2 separate regions of the Anas platyrhynchos genome follow, and region 1 is linked to region 2. The links are chromatin contacts, called in public Hi-C maps. All regions are on one chromosome and are shown on one strand. Each heading gives the region's core, a stretch centred on a gene start, on an enhancer-like site or on the middle of the called end of the contact. The rest is flanking DNA. Distances are from core to core; before and after follow the strand shown. Region 1 has its middle 84 kb from the start of MID1IP1. Region 2 holds the start of MID1IP1 (MID1 interacting protein 1).

The links. Hi-C and Micro-C count contacts between places; a contact is called where the count stands out from the background.
Region 1: a Hi-C map of small yellow follicle shows a contact between it and region 2, with 2.9 times the contacts expected there. The contact joins the enhancer-like site here to the promoter of MID1IP1 in region 2. A contact is called at or near these places in 6 of 8 Hi-C or Micro-C datasets (F1 follicle, liver, skeletal muscle and 2 more).

The regions. Positions count from the first base shown.
Region 1 is chr1:122,377,415-122,383,145 of IASCAAS_PekinDuck_T2T, reverse strand. No RefSeq gene overlaps it. Among named protein-coding and RNA genes, the nearest start is that of MID1IP1, 84 kb to the right of the region's middle. Within about 2 kb of position 3,480, at least 3 of the 8 cell types and tissues checked have an H3K27ac peak or open chromatin away from gene starts, as enhancers often do. A contact at or near this core is called in F1 follicle and small yellow follicle, where this site is marked.
Region 2 is chr1:122,293,077-122,298,983 of IASCAAS_PekinDuck_T2T, reverse strand. It overlaps MID1IP1 (MID1 interacting protein 1), which reads right to left and starts at 2,249. Exons shown (of 2, transcript XM_027449008.3): 1 at 2,032-2,249; 2 at 599-1,818. The coding sequence starts at 1,713. The coding sequence ends at 1,213. It overlaps LOC101793457 (a long non-coding RNA gene), which reads left to right and starts at 2,283. Exons shown (of 8, transcript XR_011804912.1): 1 at 2,283-3,105; 2 at 3,212-3,281; 3 at 3,473-3,609; 4 at 3,732-3,850; 5 at 4,681-5,709.

The sequences.
Region 1 (5,731 bases), core at 2,231-4,730, 83 kb before region 2:
AACAAAAACACAAATAGAGGCACAGCATGAATTTCTGGTTTGAAAGTTCAACAAAATGCAGTTGAATGGTTCTTTAACAGCTCTAAATCTTGGCGAATCCCAAGTTTCACTATTTGGGTCTTGATGGGAGGATTACTTGGCCAATGCTTGCCATTGTGAGCATTTCCAAATCCTTCAGCTAAACGCTGAGGAAATTGAATCAGGATTAATAAAAGGCCTTGTTACAGAAATAGGCGCTGGCATGGAGAAGGGATTCCAACCCTCTGACTACTGACACATGCACGTTCATCAGGCTCACAGTGTCTGTTTTGCTTAGACTGAGCAAGAGTTATTACATAAGGTTTAACTATTGCTTCCATGAACTTCTAATGATAATCTACTGCCTCGTTACAAAATAATCAGCCTTGCGGAGACCCTGAGGCTTAGCTGCTTCTCTGTGATGTCCTCAGAACCAAGTTACAGGAGGAACAGTTTTGGGCTGCAATGTATAATGCCGATAGATGTTGTCAGGAGCTATTAATAGGCTAAAGGAAATGAAGGAAATTGTTCCTGGAAACAGGAAAGAAAGAGGATCTAGTAAACGTAAATCCCATTAAAAAAGAAGCTGTTTGAAAAAGAATATACTTTTTCAGAATACTTAGGAGAGCCATGCACCTTCCATATCTAGTGTTAGCTGTTATTATTTGGAGATTTAAAACATTACAGAGGTACCCAACAGAGTCTTTCACAGTGACAGAGCCTTGGAAGATAGCACTGGAGGAGTACTCTTTGGGTAAGAGCAACCGTGACATTGGATAATCACTTTTGTTGGTGAAGGCTAACTGATGCACAGCTCTACCACAGCAAATATTTAATAACATTCCTTTGTCATCACGTTTTGTTAGGCGGGAGCATAGACCAAAACTGGCATGTGTCAGGTCCCATGCTGCTGTGGGACTGGGGAGAGAGCCTGCAGTCACCTAGCTGTGACAGAACTTTTAAAGCTGGCCGACTGGTTTTGGTTAAGTGAATTACAGGATGTTCTTCCCCGTCCCCTGGGGCTCTTACACCTATGTGCTACCTTTACAAAATGAGGCCCTTTTTCCTTGGGGGAGAAAAGAGAGTACCCTTCGTACAATTTTACTTTGCCCATAAGGGCATCAACCAGCCATGACGTATTCATGGCAACTAACAAGGTTTGTAAATATACCATGTCTAGGAAGTCACTGGTGGCAGATGTTTTTTCTCCATCACTGCACACAAGCTTTGTAAGGAGGAACACCCTTTCGGCACAGCAGCAAAGGAAAAATGCAGCGATGTCTTGCCAAAGAGAGAGAAAAGACATTGCAGAGCTGAGCGCTTGGGGAGGTGGGCTCATTTAGCAAATTAAACATGACCTTTTAAGCAGAAAATGGATGGATGTAGAGCAGACATCCCATCAGCTGCGTGAGACAGAAATGTTACAATCTGGCTAAAAGCACCTCATGCTTTTTTAAACTCTGGATATTATAAAAAGCTGTGGGCAAGTAATTTTGTCCGGTTCCTACGAGTATTAACGTACGCAGCCATTCGCAACAAGAAAAGAAGCAGTGTCTAATAATAATCATGATGCATTTTCAGCACTTAAAGGAGGAAATTTAGCCCTGATGCAATCAATACAGTTGTGCCGGAGTCTGACTTCCCTGCTCCCTCCATCCTGCAGGTCCCTGCATGCCTTTACCTTTCAGTGGCTGCAGCCCAGCCAGCTCTGAAATACCTTCACAGAGCTCTGGCCGGCTCCAGCTGAGGAAGTGAGGCACCCACAGCAGGATCTGAAAAGCACTCTCCAGCTCAAGGAAGGTGAGCAAATGCTCAGCACTTCTTGAGAAGAGATTCTTCAAGGAGATGCAGAACACGATGTAGGGCTAAAGATGAGCTCGGTGTCTACAGAGTGCAAGAGCTGTACAGTCACTGATGAATCCACTGCAGTACTTGAGGTGAAGAATGAGCTCCTGTCCTACCCAAGGCCCCCATCCCACTCCACAACCTCTGTTGACCCTCCTTGGGTGTGATACAACCTTTCCCCCTGAGGTTAGGGGCAGCTGGAGAACCAAAGCTGACACTCACCCTTTGGCTGCTGCCTGCATTCAGCTGTTGGGTCTTGTCACAGTCCTAGCCACCTGGCTAACTGAGTAAGGGGTTGCCAGAAAATGTTAAAAAAGCCCCACAATGAATCCACCTGCCCTCCTGCCTCTGCCTCACCTCCTCGAGAGCCCGTGAGAGAACACAACCCTGTGGCTGTGCTTCCAGCACTGTGAGACCAGGGGTTATTGCGTGCTGATTTGATTTGAATCAGCCTTTCATTTCAGGCTGCCCTCCTTTTTTAGTAGTGGTTTTCCTTCATCCAAGGTGGCCTGACCAGAAAAGCTCGTGCCCACACTGGTACTGCTTTGGAGACTTCATTTGTATGTAGGAGCTTGTCCTGTGGCCGCTCATGACCCATTTTAAAGTGGAGCCAAACCATTCAAGGAATGCACAAGCTTGGTGCCCTCCTCTGTACAGCCCGTGTAGCACTGGTTCCCAGCAAGGACCTACAGCAGGGAAAGAGGGCAGGAAAGCTTCAAAGAGACATCCTTTTTATTTCTATGTTTACATATTCAGAAAAAAAAAAAAAAAAAGCGAAAACCTCTATTAAAAATAGCAGCCATGCTCTATATGCTGACCTTGCACAAAAATGGTAATCAAAGAACCTTTGTAGTTTACAGCTCCAATTGAATCGTACAGAGAAAATACTTTTGGTCCAGTGAGTGACAGGGTGACAGGGAGAGCAGTGCTACTAACGGGCTTACAGTGATGTCATTCTGGGGGAAAAAAAAAAAAGGAAAAAGAACCAGCTGAAAATGAGTTGCAATGACAGAAATGTCTTTTCATATTAAAATATTAGTAAATATGGACATTTAGAGCCCCTATCGCTGCTGGATGCAAGTCAGCATAACGGTGCTGATGTCAGGAGCCTTGTGCCAATGCACACTGTCCAAAGAGCTTCTCCTTTGACTGTGCTCTGCTTTGGGCTGATGGGTTTCCACGTGTGACTTGCACCCTCTGCCTGGACCAAGCTTGCAATTTCCCAGCAGGCGTGTACCAAAGGGCTGGGATATAGCCAGGAGCTCCTGGCTTAGGATGCTTCCTTCTCTTTGAGAGCCACACCTGTCTACAGTGCATTTTCTCAGGCAAATGGTAAATATTTGCCACTTCAGGCAGAGCTGTGAGGTGGGTGCAGAAGCGGTCAGAGAGAAAATTGCATTCCCTCAGCAACAGGCAGCAAGTTTGTGGCAACTGCGATCAGGCCTCTGGTCATCTCTCTCCAAGCCCCTGGGGCTGCAACTGCAGCTCACGGTGCCGTCAGGAAGTGGCTCTGAAGAACGAGCACTTTACCTTGAAACAGAGCAGATTGCACCAGACACAAGATATTAAAAAAGAAGAAAAAAAAAAAATCAAGCGGCAGAGTGCACTCGGTGCCCCTGCAAGGTCTCCACTTACACACAAACCATTTCAAATCAGCCAAGTTAAACACTGGCCTGCTCTATCCCCACACTCGGTACATTTCCCAAGGACACAGTATAAATGCTTCCATCAAGGCACAGCTTAATTTATTTGTTTGCTTCTCTCCTTGCTCACGAGAAAGCATTTTTGTTTAAATGGGGAGAATAAATAGTCTCCTGACCCTTCTCTCCGCAGCACATGCTCCAGCGCTACCCTGTGTTTATGAGGCTAATGGGGGAGAATGCTGTGGGAGGCCCTTGTTAAAACACTGCCAGCGCCTTCCCTTTCATAATGCAGTGATTCGGGGCTGCATTGTGTTTGTAGAAGCAGGAGGAAGAGGAGGCTAATAAAAAATAAAATAAAATAAAATCCATTATCAGAGCTTTCTGTGTGTAAGGACAGCCGGTCAAAATGCAGGGAAGACAACAAATACCTTGAAATAAAGAGCCCATGATGGAGATAAATAATCATGGGGCTCATTCAACAAGAGCCTGCTGTTCAGAAATCCACTGGAACAGCTGCAGCTTACACGTCATTATACTTCTGATCAGTGAGCATTAGGAGCCTTTTTGTGAGTCCCTTGTTTGTTGTATTAATCATTGCAAAAACAGGCTCTGCAGACATAAAGCCAGGCAGGAAATGTGGGGACTGTCCTCACCCCAGCTTTGCCAGTCAGTCTCGATTTTAGTCTTTTTTACTCTACTCTATTTTTATTTATTTTTTTTCCTTTTCCAGTGATAAAGGGAGATGTACAGCTTACCCATCGACCTACAAGGGTTTTTGCTTTTTAAATCATCTGTTGGTACAATTTTATATGATGTCAAGTCTTCTGACTTGGAGACACTCGTGGACATCTCTGTCGGTGAAGGTAGGGTCTCAGGTCTTACCCATCAAGCTTCTTTCTGCACTGTAAATGTATCTTCTGGCCTTAGCCATGTTGTGGCATTGTGGCAACATGCTGCGGCAGGAAAAAATGCTTTCCCCCCTCAAATTATTCTGGGAACGTGCTGATGGAAAACAGAGTATCCCTGAGAACCTGGGGGAAAGAAGGTGCCTGGCTTTGACTGCAATGGGAAAGGTGCATTTTTCTTTCACAAACAGAGGAAAGGATCCTGGGATTTTCATGGAAGCAATAAAAACAGGCTGGGACCCCCACTGCGCTCTTCTTGTTAAAAGTGTCTTCTTTAGGCTTTGGATGTGGGGCTGGGTGAAAATCTTTTGGGTTCATTTTGAGCCATGAGGTGGCCGTCCTTTTGCTTGCCTCATGGTGGTAGCCCACAAACCACACAGAGTGATGAGGTGGAAGCAACGCAGCCTACCCCAGCAGATATTTTGTTGGACAGGAGAGGGCAATAAAACTATGTCCACTGCCTTTCTCCTGTCCAGCCTCCAAAGTTCATTTGCAAGTTTGTGTCACTGTGGTTGTGTAAAGCCACAGATTTTGCATTGAAAACACATCTGAGATGTGTGGGGGGGGTCTGCTGTAGACACAGGCAGTTGTCATGTAAGGAGTGGTATTCGATCCCTTCTGTAAGGCTTCCTGTGGATCTGCGTGGGCTCAGTCTTTAAATACAGGACAACAGTGGTGCACTTGCAGGAAGCCCCAGTTTCTGTGGCTCTCTGTATGACAAATTGATTGGCAGTTCCCAGTTTCTGGCTCTGGATTTGCTCCTGGCCACATTCTGACTCCACAACTCCCTGGCACCTGCTCCCCAAAGCCCCGCTTTCTGAACACAAGGGAAAGGTGGGCAAGCAGTGATATGCTCTGGGCAGGTACCCAGGATGGACCACTGCAAAGGCAGGGGCTTGGCACGTTCAGTGGCATACCCTGCCATGCTCACATGGATACCGTCTTCATGGAGTACTCTAATCATTTCACAACAGACTCTTAATTGTGTAATTCAGCTCTCGATATCTTCTCTAAGATCTATCGCTCTGTCTGTTGCCCACAACTTTCCATTGCAGATTGCACAGAACCTGCAGAGTTAGGTCTTCATCTTCCCAATGCTACCACTACTCGAACGCATTCTTCCTGTGCCCGAGAGAGAAGATTCCCTGAGGATGAGGATTCCCAGTCTCCTATCTCTTCTAGGCTGTTATCTTTTTAGCAGTGCGAGCGTGATGATGCAGCCTATCAAAGCAGGAACCTAAACACGAAGTCAGCAGCTAGCCATAGCTAAGCAGGCAATCGACATGCAAAAATACAGTGCGATGTACTTCCAAGATGTTT
Region 2 (5,907 bases), core at 1,000-3,499:
AGATCTTACTCGAGATCGAGCCTAAACAGCAAACCTGGTATGCAGACCCAATTCTGAGGCACATTGCTTCAGCAAACGGAATAATAAAGAACACAGAAAATGAAATAAAAACGATTTGCACAACATAACCAATTAACTTCTAGTTACCAAAGAGGGTTGCAGAGGAGAGGAGACGGGGGAGGCAAGCGTCCCAGACCTATTCTGAGGCAGAGAAAAGGGCTGCCTGCAGTGCATTCAGATACCTCCTGAAAAAAAACACAAGTCATTGCTAGGCTCCGCTCCAGCCCCCATGAATCGCTGCCTGCGAGTAGCCATGACTCCATCTTCTCAGATTCTGTTAAAGAGGCGCTGACCTTCACGCTCCTGCTCGTACAGAACCCCTGCACGACTGGGTTGGGAATAGCTGACCAGCACTGGGGACACCTACGGTGTGCTTAATTCACTCACTGCCAGTTTTAGATCTGCCGAGTTACCATCGTACCTAGTCACTCCCTTTGGAAACCGAAAAAAAACAAAAACCAAACAGCAAGTCTCTTACACACACACAGAGATTTCTGTGTCTACAAAGGCAGTGCCGGAAATAAGAACAACAGATGAATTTCAGATGTTAAAAATATCATTTAATTAATGAAACATAAATCATACCAAAAAGTTAAGTCACTTTTAGTCAATACATTTGCATTTATTTTAGAATATACTCTACATCTGAGTAAAAAAGTTTTAAATAGGCTTCAGTACATGTACAACCGTGGAACCCTTCATCCTTCCCAGTGAACTGGGGTGTTTGCGAGTCCACTGGGTCCCGTCCCGGGTAAGACGAGCAATTTTAAGCCGGTCTCGTTATTTTCATCAGCTTCTCTTTAGCCTCAGACCGGCCAGCTATGCAACGCGCTCATACACGTACAAATCCACCCTCCCTGCCTGGAAGAGGCACAGCTTGCCCCACACCATACAAAAAAAAAAAAAAAAGAGGAAAAAAAATTAATAAACTAGTATCGATTAATTTACATCTCGCTCGCTCTCTGTTTTGTGCGTTGGTAAAAACGACTGCAGTCCCGGGAGCACGCGGGGAGACCCCACCCCCGTTAGGAAAGTAGTGCAAAACAAGGGAGGGGGGGGGGTCCTGCGGAGGGAACCCCGCTCCCACCGCCGCCCCCCGTCCCGTCTCATCCCATCCCGTCCCATCCCGTCCCCCGCCCCGCGCTCCCACCCTCACTGCCCCCAGCTGCCGAAGCCGATCTCCTGCTTGTATCGGTTGGTGAGCACGTTGGCCTTGCGGGTGAGCTTGGAGAGCACCGTGTGCAGGCCGCTGAGGTGGTAGTGGAACTGCTGCTCCAGGTCCTCCTCCGCCTCGCCCTCCTCGGCCGGCCCGCCGCCCAGCTTGTCCTTCTTGCGGGCGGCCTCGTCGGCGGCCGGTGGCGGTGGCTGCACCACGCCCCACTCGATGTCGTTGCGGATGGACTTGAGCAGCACGTAGTGGCTGTACATGTCCCGCCGGGAGAAGTAAGCGCCGGGGCTGGCGGTGGGCAGCGGGGCCTCCCGCTGCGGGCAGACGGCTCCGGCCGCGTCCAGCTCCTCCAGCAGCAGCGGCACGTCGCGCAGCAGGCTGGGCACCATCACCGTCTGGTCCATGTTGTTGACGGCGCCGATGAAGCGGTTCATGGCGTTGAGCAGCGAGTACTTCTGGCTGTACGAGTCGCAGAGCTGCATCATGACGGCGGGGATCACCTCCTCCTCGTCCTTCCTTCTCCTCCTCCTGGCTAGGCGCTGCGGCTGCCCTCCGCCGTGCCTCGGCTGCTGCTGTCCCGTGGGGAAGCCCTGCGGGGAGGAGGGCGTTAGGGATCGCGCTGCACCGAGCTGTGCTCCCCCTCTTATCCCTTTCCCTCTCCCACCCCGGAGCCACCCCTACAAGCGGCCCCACCGCCCCCACCCTCCCCCCTCCGCCCGAAAAGCCACGGAACACCCCCCAAATAACACCCACAAAGGCACCCGTGGACGATGGCTGACCCCCCCGGATGAACCGGCACCCACCGTGTGGCGCAGCCGCTCCCCGCCGCCGTCAGCCCGCCGCCGCCCGTGTCCGCGCTCCCATCCCCGCCGCCCTATTTATAAGCGCCTGCCCGCCGACGAGGTGTTCCCCAGTGCCACCCCCCCGCGCCGCCGGGACAGATAAAGGCGGCGGGCGGCGGCCCCGGGGCTCGGCGGCGGCTCCGCCTCTCTCCCCACAGCCGGGGGAGGGAGAGGGAGGAGGGAAAAAGGAGAAGGGGGAGGGAAAAGGGGAGGGGGGAGGAGGCCGCGGGGACGGAGCCGCCTCCGGCGCCCGCCCGCCTCCTGCGGGGGCCGCCGCGGACTGAGGGGGCCACGCGGGCGGCGCGTGCAGCCCGCCCTCCCGCCGCCCTCCCATTGGCTGCCGCCCGCGCGCGCGCGCGCGGCGCCGCGTGCACGGCTCCGCGCGCGCTCGCGCTTCCCCCCCCCTTTCCCCCCTTCTTTCCCATAATGGCGCCGAGCCGCCCGGCCCGCCATCACCCCACGGCCTCACCTCCGCGCCCAGCCAATCAGCGGCCCGGCCCCGCGCCCCCCCCTCCCTCCCCAGCCAATGGGAGGGCGGCCAATGGCATTGCTGGGGGGGGCAATCAGGAAGAGCGGCCCCTTCCCCCGCCGCGTCCCTGGTAACAGGCGGCCCGCCGCGGGTCACGTGGGGGGGGGGGGGGGGAGCGCGTTGCCATGGCGACGGGGCAGCCGCGGGGAGGGGGGGGGGGCGGGGCTGGCGCGCGGGGCGGCCGTTAACGGTCGGCGGGCAGCCGTTAGCGCCGAGCTGCCTCAGCGGCCCCTCAGGCGCCGGGCCGGCCGGCTGCCGTGTCTGTTTATCTATCTATTTATCTATCTATTTATTTATTTTTATTTTTGATTTTTTATTTTTTTTTTCAACTTCCCGGTGTTCCGGTCAGCCCTGAGGCGCGGCGTGAATTAAAAAAATTAAAAAAATTTCCCTCTCGGTGAATTAAAAAGAGGCGCCTTAAATGCGAGTCTGCGTGCTCAGTGTTAAACCTGCGGGTACCGTTATAACGTGCGGCCCCGGCAAGAAACCCGTGGCTCCCTCAGCGGGTGAGGCCCGTAAATGCGGATCCCTAACCCCAGAGTCACGCCGGGGCACAAAGCTCTGTGTGCAAGTAGCGCTTCCTTAACGTGTTCCTTCACCTGCGCCTGTTAGCGAGCCGCTTCTGATATCGGCAAGTCCTCTGTCAGTCAGCCCTCCATAAGCCACCATTAGGAGCACTGAGGTAGGTGGGTGCTGGAGGAGCAGCACCCGGCCGTTCCCCAGAAGGGCTGGCAGTGCTGGCAGCTCCCTTTGTAGGGCTGGCCGATGCCCAAACTGGCTCCTCAGCCAATTCAGGTCCCAGCGTGCGTGCTGGCACGGGGCTGGTGCTGTTGTTTCACACTTCTCTCCCCCCCTTTCCCTTTCTGGGTCCAGTGGTACCGAGCTCTGAACCGAGGAAACCCGTCGCCCCTCATCCAGAAGGCACGCATGTGAATTTATCGTTTTAATTGATGTCTCTCCGTGAGTTTCGTATAATCAGCACTTGTAAGCTTAACATGCTAATGAACGGGGTAAGTAGGAACCTAATACGTTAAAGGAATGCAGACCAATTTGTCTGAGTCCCGCTGAGATCTGAGGCATAACTTTCGCAAAGATTTACTCGCGTTTCTGCCTCTTCCTCCTGCTCCTGCAGCTCCCCTGTGAGGGGAACGATCCTTCAGCAGCCATGGACACCTCTGGGAAGGAGCACGAGGGCTCAGGATGAGGCCGTTTGGAGAAGGCAGTGGCGATCATCCATCTCCTCTCCCCCCGGTGAGCATGCAGCTCCGAGCAAGGCTGCGTCGTGGCAGGGAGCAGCAGCGTGCCCCCTGCGAGGTGCAGAGCCCCGGCAGGCTGCAGGCAGAGCCTTGCTGCGAGCAGGATCACAGCGTGGTGGGAGGCAGCCCGGCGCGGGGCTGCCGGGAAGGCCCTCGGAGCCGCACGGCTCTGCAGCTTGCGCTCGGCGGCCTGCCAAACCCCGGCTTCCTCAGCAGCGTTCCTGGAAACCATCCCAAGTTCAGCTTCAGGCTGCTAGCCGGGGCCTGGAGTCCCTTGCAAACAGCGCTGGCGGGTCAAAGCAGCCTGAAATTCCCCAGACAGGAGCTGGGAAATGCTGCTCCCGTGCTGCGTCCCTCCCCCTATCCTTTTGGCAGCCTCATCCGTCCCCAGTCCCCACCGTCCGCCCGTCAGAGTCGGCACTGCGATGTGATGTGCGGTGCCCGGGACAATGGTGATCCCTTTCAAACGGCTCCTTAGCACTGCCATAATAAGCCTGATAAATAAAACATGGGCTGCAGGCGCGGATTTACTGGAGAGGGCTGAGGGGGCTGTAGCTCCCTCATTAGTATCTCCCGGTGCGGCAGGCGCGCTCCTCATTATGTGGCACGGTAGCAGTTGCCTAGTCATCCGCGGTGCGGCTGCAGCCACTCTGAGGATGCACCAGGGATCCGAGGGGTTTTTTTTTCTTCCTGCATTAATAACAGGAATTTACCGTGGAAAGAAAAAAAAAAAAAAGATGAAAAACCCCACCAAGTTGAATCTGAAGAGGATGAAGGGGAAAAGAGTGTGATACTGAGCCTGATTTTCTCTCTCTCGTGTCTCAGTAAATGCAAAGAAATCCACCTGGCCTTGCCACCTCCGCTGCCCCGCCTGGCCCGGCGATGCTCCGAGCGCAGCATCCACCACAACCTTCCCACCCTGCGTCGTGCAGGGTTCGCTACGCGGGGGCTGACAGCAGGAAAGGCATCACCTGCAGCTTCCATGCGGTTCCTGCTGTCCGCCCTGCGTCCATCCTGATGGAGAAGTCCCCAAACAGAGGGGACAAACCCTCTGCTTGCCCGTCCCTCCCCAGAGCCCACCGTGCCTCGACTTCCAGGCGCCTGCCTGTGTGCCTCGGAGGGCCCGTCCCCCCGCTCCCCCTTTGGCAGCGCAGGTGGTAACGCGGGCATTGTCTCGGCGCAGGGCTCTGCGTTGGATAATCTCAGCGGCTCAACTGTTTTTATCTGGATCTCCCTCCTGAACTGATAAATCTAAATTGCACATTTTCTAAACCGCTTAGCTTAGGGGTAAATCTTGCAGGTATTCTCCGATGGCGAGCTGCTGTCTTTTGCACCTGTCTAGCACCATCTACTGTAGCTTCACTGTACTGTTAGCCCTTCCCTTCCGTCTGCGCGCTTGCCGGTCCTGCAGGAGCTGCCTGCACCCCGAGGAGCTGGCGGAAGGACGTGAGCTCTGTTTTCACTGGAGAGGCTCGCCGAAGCTTTCCCTGCTAGCTAGTGGAGCTAGAATTTGGGATGTGGCAGGACGAGGGGTGGGAACGGGGCTTTGTCTGGGGCAAAGAGGGTCCAAACAAGAAGAAATTTTCCAGTTGCTGCTAGAGGATGCCGAGACTTCAGCTGGGATCCTTGCCACCCATTGATTGGGGAGCTATGGGGCTGCTATGGATTTGTATGATTAACTTTACAAAAAGCACCTTAAAGCTGGAAGGCAAAATCAGAACTAAATTGTGCTAAGCATTACAGATGGCGCGTTTTTTTTTCTTAATAAATCTGTTGATGTGAGTATTTCTGTAGGTGATAGATTAACATAAAAACACTGCCAGTCTGTTCCAGGGCTCTAAAGCACAGAACAAGGTACATCTTACGATTTTGGTCGTTGTTGTTGTTGTTATTAATCCCCAATTTAACTCTTTGAAGCTACTTGCCAGGAGAAGTAACTTGTTTCAGTAGCAAGCAACATGTTTTTCTACAACCCTTGTGAAAACTGGAAATGAAGTGGATTTGGCAGCTTCACCTTTAGAGTGCTGCAGCAAACCCGCAAACCTAAAGACC